Regions from separate parts of the Zea mays genome. Here region 1 is linked to region 2. The links are chromatin contacts, called in public Hi-C maps. All regions are on one chromosome and are shown on one strand. The core of a region is the stretch at or near the end of the contact, and the rest is flanking DNA. Distances in the headings are between cores, read along the strand shown.

Region 1 (3,287 bases), core at 743-3,242, 180 kb after region 2:
AACACAATGAGCTAAGCCATATAAGCTGACTCATAAAATGTGGGGCTCATCCGCTCAGGACAAGGCCACAAAACTTTTTTAGTTAAGCAGAAATCAGTCAGTTTACCTCGTAAGCATTGATGTCTGAGAAGAGAACCTGCAAGTGCAAACCAGGTTAGAGTATTCTTCATGATGAGCATTGTACTTCAGTAAAAATACATATATGACAAACTATGCAAAACTGTAAGACTTGACACAATAACAATACCCAATGCAGAGCAAAATAGACAAGGGCAGTACCAAAATAAAGCATGTTTATTTTCAGAGTTTGCAGCAGGCAGATTTCAGTAGCAGACAGTGCCATAATGGTTGCAGCTTGCAAGTTAGCACAATGTATTTGTTTCAAAAACATAACCACTCTTCGTTCTACTCAAGTAAGCATAGCACATTCATTTACATAATTACACTACAGTTCATATGTCCAAAATTTTCACTTAGTTCCTTCATCCAAGATAAGCAATAAAATAGAATGGTAAGATTACAGAAAACAAGAAACCACAAAGCACAACGTGCAATCATATAATAGATCGATGTCTAAAATATAAATACATTTCACATGCAAAGCACAAAATGCTTTTCGTTGGCACAAGTGAGTGTTTGGTCATGCACCAATAAGAGTTATGTCACAAAATCACTGCTTACCTTCTTCCCAGCCTCAACTTCACTAACATCAGCACCAACCGATAGAATCTAGCATGAACGAGAACGATACAATATTGTGGGACAATATCCTGCTGAAATTAACAATTATTACAGAAACAGTTAGTAGTGGCTTTAAGATCTTACCTCACCCATCAGATACCTCTCAAACTTAACAGCAGATTTCGGTAGCAATACACCACCAGCAGATTTCTGCACGAATAAAAAGTTGTCAGAACAATGAACTATATACAAGTATCAACTTCTAAAAACCTTCATCAGTGATATGCGTATGTGTACTCCTGTAATACAGTTTCATAGGATTGTATGGTAATTCAACTCCAGAAAAGGAAGGGTGCAACAGTTGCTTCTAACCTTTATAAATGACAGGGCCCTGCTAACATGTCAAACTAACCACACTTAATAATAGGAGCACTGCAATATCTCTATGCGGTGCAGTAAAACAAATTAGTGCAATTGTAGGTTGGGGGAAATACATGTGTGTTATCTTCAGTAAATCAATCATACCACTTCTTGAATAAACTCAGACTTCCCAAAGACATTTCAAAACGAAAGTGGCGGGAGTTGCTCTCAACTCTCAAGGCAGAGTAACTACCACGCTTAGGGTATTAACTTCGCCGTGCTTAGGCTTGTTTGAACAGACCCATTCCATCCCAATACATGTGAACTGGAGAGAGAAATGAACGAATTGCCCCTTCTCTTCTCTGTCAACTCCAACTCCTAATGGAAATTCCTAAAGTTTAAATTACTAATCCTGGCCTTTTTAAATCGAAGACTTCCTGTATTTTTTTTCTGATATACAGTGACTCATACACTGAATGTTTACACGGAGTGTTACGCTGAATGTATTGTTCCACTTGAAATGTTGAAGCGAGAGCAGCAAACCAACAATTATCAGCGAACAAATCTAAATAAAACAAAACAGGAGAACAAATGTACAATAATGGAACGCTGTGGATAGCGGAGAGACCTCAGGGATCTGCTGAAGACGGACGAGCACCCGGTCGTTCTGCGGTGCCACCTGCCCCTCAAAAAAAAAACGCCACACCGTTAGACATACACCACGAATCCGATCTAAAATACCTTGAAGACAAGAAAGCAGAGCGCATAATCACAGCAGCGAGCCCACCCACCTTAGCAGGGTCGTACTTAAGCGCGGCCACGCGCAGTCCGGCCCGGCGGGTTGGGGCAGCGCCCAGTGGCCTGCGGCTGATGCCGCTGCTGCCGGGTAGGAGGAAGGGCGAGGCGGAGACGGCGGCCAGGAGGGAGGGCGCCATTGGAGTGGGTACAAGGGAAGGGAAGGGAGTGTGGAAACTTCCACAGGGACGAATGGCTTGATAGTTGCGTCGCGGCGCGTGCGTTTCCTTATCTGCTGTTGGCTGTTGGAGTCAAGGGTGGATTCCTTCTCGATGGTCCCATAATTTTTTGGGGTGCCCTTATCTCGAAATGGGCTGAAATCGTAAGGAGGTGGAGGGGCTTTAGCACCGACATCGTTTCGTTTCGGCCCCATTATAATTGGTGCTGGCCTGATAGAACAATGGGCCTGACTGATGTGATGTCTAATTGTGCTCCGTAGAACAATGGGCGTGGAACGACGCAAGTTTTCTTGGTTGCGCTGCGCCTCTCATCACCTTGGTCTGCATTCCGCAAGAGTGTTGTTAGTCGTTGAATCTTAGCTCGTTCGTCAATTTCTGGGAAACGAGGTGCAGGTATATGCTCTCCTGCTAGCTCCTCATGTACGTTGACTTCTCCGGCGATTCCTGCTGCTTGTCAAGGTCCCGGGCTCCCGGCGGCCGCTGCATGGGCCGGGCTCGCGGAACGACTCCGCCGCAGTCGGCAGTCGGCAATGTGCGTGTGATGCGTCTCGTGATTTCCAGTAGTAGGCGCGGTGCGTGGCGTGGCTTGGCGTTGCATATCTGCACGACGGTTGCGTGTGCGTACGTGATGATGCAAATAAAGAGCGCCTAGCTCAGCTAGCGGAGGGCAGGGGGGCACTGCGCGCGGCATGCATGACGAAGCGCAGCGCCGAGGCGAGGAAGGCGTGGGCGGACCCAAGAGAGCAGCATGTATCCGACGGAAGAAGATAGGACGACCAGTCTTCCATCATGTTCACCGAGGTGCGCTAGCTGCTGCCGTTCGCGTTGGTACAGTACAGAATTGAGCCGCAGAGCAGAGTTTGCATCAAAGTGTTTGCCATCGGTCAATGACCACAACAAATTTGTTTACGTTCATCGACACGTCAAGTTTTTTTTTTTTTGACTCGACTGGATCACTGAACTCCAGCAGCGTGGCTGCGTGGCGTGGGGTCACGAAAATTCAGCTGCTCAAACTTCAAAAGCCCGGCGGGGGACCGTATATATGGATCAGCTGGAACGAAAGGAAAGTTAAAATTGGAAAAGAAAAGGAGATAAAGAGGAAATTGCAGAGTCGAGAAGCAGGCCTTTTGCTCTCTTTCCTTTCTTTCTTTTGGCCTTGTCTCTTGCCCTTGTCCCCCTAGGCCGTGAGGAAACAAGTTAGGTATCATGCTATCCACACTTATATTACTCTAAATTTTTACTTGAAAAGGAATATTTTGTTCTTGCCAGTAA
Region 2 (3,634 bases), core at 781-3,280:
ATGAAATTCATGCGTTCTAAATGAGGCCTCAAGTTCAAGACCTGTCCGTGTTGTCGTGCAAGCATGGAGCGACGCGAGCGAGCGTAGTCCGTCTGACCTTGTCGCCGCACGGCAAGGTTGTTCATGGTCTGGCTACCACTCATCAGTACTAATCCACAGCGCATATAATCATTCAAAAATAAATCCGCAGCTCATAATCATATATACACATAGTTAACGAATATATACACATAGTTAACGAATCCCGACGGTAGCAGGTAGCGTCCCCAAATCGAGGCCTGAATTCCTGATTCATGTCTGAAGAATATACTGCTACCACCGAAGGCGGAGCACAAGTACAGTGCTGACGGAAGAGGAAGGATCCAAGTCCAACCGACGGAGGCCAGCGCCGCAACTGACAACTACCTCCGGCCTGCGGGAGTTGAATGATGAGCGCGAGCGAACGCCGCCGCAGGCCGCAGCGCACAAACGAACCCATCTCCCGATAAAACAAATTAAATCACCTCGGCAGTCGCGCCGCGCGGCAGCGGACAAAATTGAAGTCGCTGGTCAGAGTTCAGCGGAGCTGATATCCCCAGGTCGCCGTGTTTGACATCTTCCTCGCAAACAAAACTCCAAGCTCACACAAAGAATTCCTTAAAACTCTTGAAGCTAGCTAATACACTGTCATCGCCGACTAATGTGTGCCGCTCCAAACTTGGGCTAGTAGGAGTACAAACCAAAGCAGGCCATCCGAATAACCATTGAATTTCTTCCAACAAGTTTGGCTGCCTAGCTAGGCGCTAAGTGCTACTAGTACTGTACTAAACAAACATCATCATATCATCTTCGAGATTAACAAAATAATAATAATAATAATAATAACAAAGAAAGAGGAACTCTGGCCGGCGCCGACGACGACGGCGGCGAGGAAGCGTCATCGGAACCTACCCATATCGGCGAGCTTCCGGGACGCGTTGCGGCCGAACGACGCGGCGCCGCCGGCAGACGCGTGTCGCCGGTGGCTGTCTCCTCCCAGCGCGGAGGGGTCCGGCGGCTGGCACCGGCGCCGGCCGCCGGCGGAGCTGGGCCGGACGAGCGGGCTCAGGCACACGGCGAACCCCGAGATCCCGTCCCCGCTGGCGCCAGCGCCGCCGCCGTGCCGGCGGCGGTGCTGCTGCTGCCTTGCAGGCGACGGCGAGGGGAACCACCAGCTGCCGGTGCTGTTGCTGCCTCCGGGGGACTCGGGCTCCTCGTCCGGGAAGGACGCGGCTGCGGGCAAGTCGGCCGGCCTCCGCTTGCGGCGGATGATCGCCGAGAGCCACGAGGTGGACCGCCGGGGAGGGTCCTTCCTGACTACTGCCTCCTCCCGTCGTCCGTGCCGCCTGACGCCAAAGATCGCCGACAGAAAGGACCTTCTCGGCGCGGCCTTCCTCTTGCCGCCGCCGCCGCCGGTCTCCTCCCCGGGCTCGTCGGCGCGGAAGGCGGCCGCGGCGGGCCCGACCTGCGGCGTGCGGAAGAAGAGGAGGTTCGGCTGGTACCCGGAGCCGGAGGAAGCGCAGGCGTCGGAGCGCCGGTGCTGCGCGTACGGCGACACGGAGCGCGGGAAGCCCCCGGCCCTTCCCTCGGCGTGGCCGTGCTGCTGGTGGCGCCGCGCGCGCGTGGGCAGGTGCAGGTGCAGGGGCGGAGGCGGGCTGCCGCAGCTGCTGCTCCCGCAGCCCCCGTCGCTGCTGGCCTCGGCGGCCTGGGCGCGCTCGGCGGCGAGCGCGAGGAGGCGGTCGCGGAGGCAGGGCGCGCACACGCCCACGGGGTTGGCGTAAGGGTGGAGCTTGCACCTCATCTCCCACCGCTCATCACGCCGGGAGGGAGAAAGGAAGGAACGGAGGCAGATCGCGAGGCGCAAGAGACAGGAGCAGCGCGGTTGGTTGGTTTGTTGGTTGGGTTTTGGATTTTGGTGTAGCCTTTGTAGCAGCGGCGTTGTACCGCAGGGTAGCTCGGGTTTTCCTTGGCGCTGCCCTTGCGCCTGTCGGCCTGTGCGCTGGTGTACGCTATGCCTATGGGAGGAGTGGTTGGGCTGAGATTTATTTTGGGGGGAGAGAAGGACGGGGTGGGGCGCGTGTGGCCGGGACTCGGAGTCGGAGGTCGGAACCAAACGGTGGGACTACGGCGCAGGCTAGTCTAGTTCAACTTCCAGGTTCATTTTTTAAAATAAAAACAAAATAAAAATCAACTCTTCCATTTTCACTAACAAGACAAGAAGTAGCAATCTCTCGACAAATTCCACTTCAAACAATTGCGGTCTAGCGAACGAACAAAATTCATTCATCCATGACCATAATGTCCATCCACCTCGGAACACGGGGCTAGCTCTATGGAAAATCACACTGTTCTGCATCGATTATTTCCTCAAATGTACTGCGCCGCCTAAAACAAAAGCCACCCTAAACATGTGGATGAATTGCATGCCGGTCCTAACACGCGGCTAAAACGGGAAACCGTTTAAACGGAGTCATTGCCCGGTAGAGGTATATAGGACGTCCATATGCACAGGATTTATTGCCCCCCCCCCCCCCCCCCCCCCCCCCCCCGGTGTCACGGACGGACAAATTGAATACGACGGGGACAGTACAGGACACATAATGTGTGCTTATTAGTGAGGAGAAGGAATCATAGGCGCCGGCTTTTAATCACCTCCACCCGCTCCCCTCTCGCGCGTTTTAATCTTGGGACCGGATTCATGTTCTCAACTCAGAAGGTTAACCTTATAGCTAGAGAGAAGCTGTAGATTTGTGTTTTTGATCAGGTTTATAAGCTTATAGAAAAAGTGGACAACTCATCGAAAGCTTAAACTTAGGACAGGCTCTCTCTCGACGTGAAACATGAGTGAACGATAATTATTTTATCTAATTACGCTAAGCAGGATTGGAACTCGAGAACTCTATCTCTAGTTCTATACCGATAGTTCAATCCAAAGACCTAAGCTGATAGAGATCGAGATAAACAGTTCAATTATACTCTAACAATATATATTGTTCTGATTTTGATTAGTCCACGCATCTCGAGCAGGCTGGATTAGTCATCCTAAGAACACGACACTGTGTAACTAGGAGCCATATATATACACGTTATCTACTAGCGTTTCCGGTGAAGGCGTTGCCGGCGTACGTGACCTGACAGTCGGAACAAATGTGCTCCTACTAATCAGGTCTTGATCCGTCCTCTCGTTGCTGAAAGTTTCAAGGCCTGAAAAAGCTCGCCCAAACTGGATTTTTAGGCCATTGTTAGGAGCACGTGTACGTCACCATATGGATATACTATGGTCATCGGCTGTTCCGACCGCCTGTCCACATTTTGTTTGTGCAGTTCAAAGCTTGCAGGCATCGCTGCCAAGTCCGTAGACCACAGCTAGTAGCAGCGCGTAATGTGAGCCGCGCAAAAATTTCCGACCAATATTGATCGACGGTGGTAACAAGTACCCCTACTGCTTGCTAGTAATAACGGGGTTTGTTTGGTTGCCGCCCTAGCCTGACAGATCAATCTAGCCTTGGGCATCCAAAATTGGATGTCAGTCTGGGCTAGACAGGTTTTCTAGTCTTCAAATTAAACAAGCACTAATTGCTTATGTTACCTGTCGCGATCGTGATGCTAGTGCTGG

What was found. A called contact is a pair of places that touch in the nucleus more often than the background predicts.
Region 1: a contact with region 2 is called in a Hi-C map of ear, with 2.8 times the contacts expected there. The contact joins the promoter of LOC100381273 here to the promoter of LOC100275376 in region 2. A contact is called at or near these places in 2 of 25 Hi-C or Micro-C datasets (ear and tassel).

The regions. Positions count from the first base shown.
Region 1 is chr9:118,929,386-118,932,672 of Zm-B73-REFERENCE-NAM-5.0, forward strand. It overlaps LOC100381273 (chloroplast chaperonin 10), which reads right to left and starts at 1,993. Exons shown (of 6, transcript NM_001327846.1): 1 at 1,833-1,993; 2 at 1,670-1,720; 3 at 826-891; 4 at 682-729; 5 at 107-136. The coding sequence starts at 1,976.
Region 2 is chr9:118,748,962-118,752,595 of Zm-B73-REFERENCE-NAM-5.0, forward strand. It overlaps LOC100275376, which reads right to left and starts at 2,031. Exons shown (of 1, transcript NM_001149464.3): 1 at 144-2,031. The coding sequence starts at 1,819. The coding sequence ends at 917.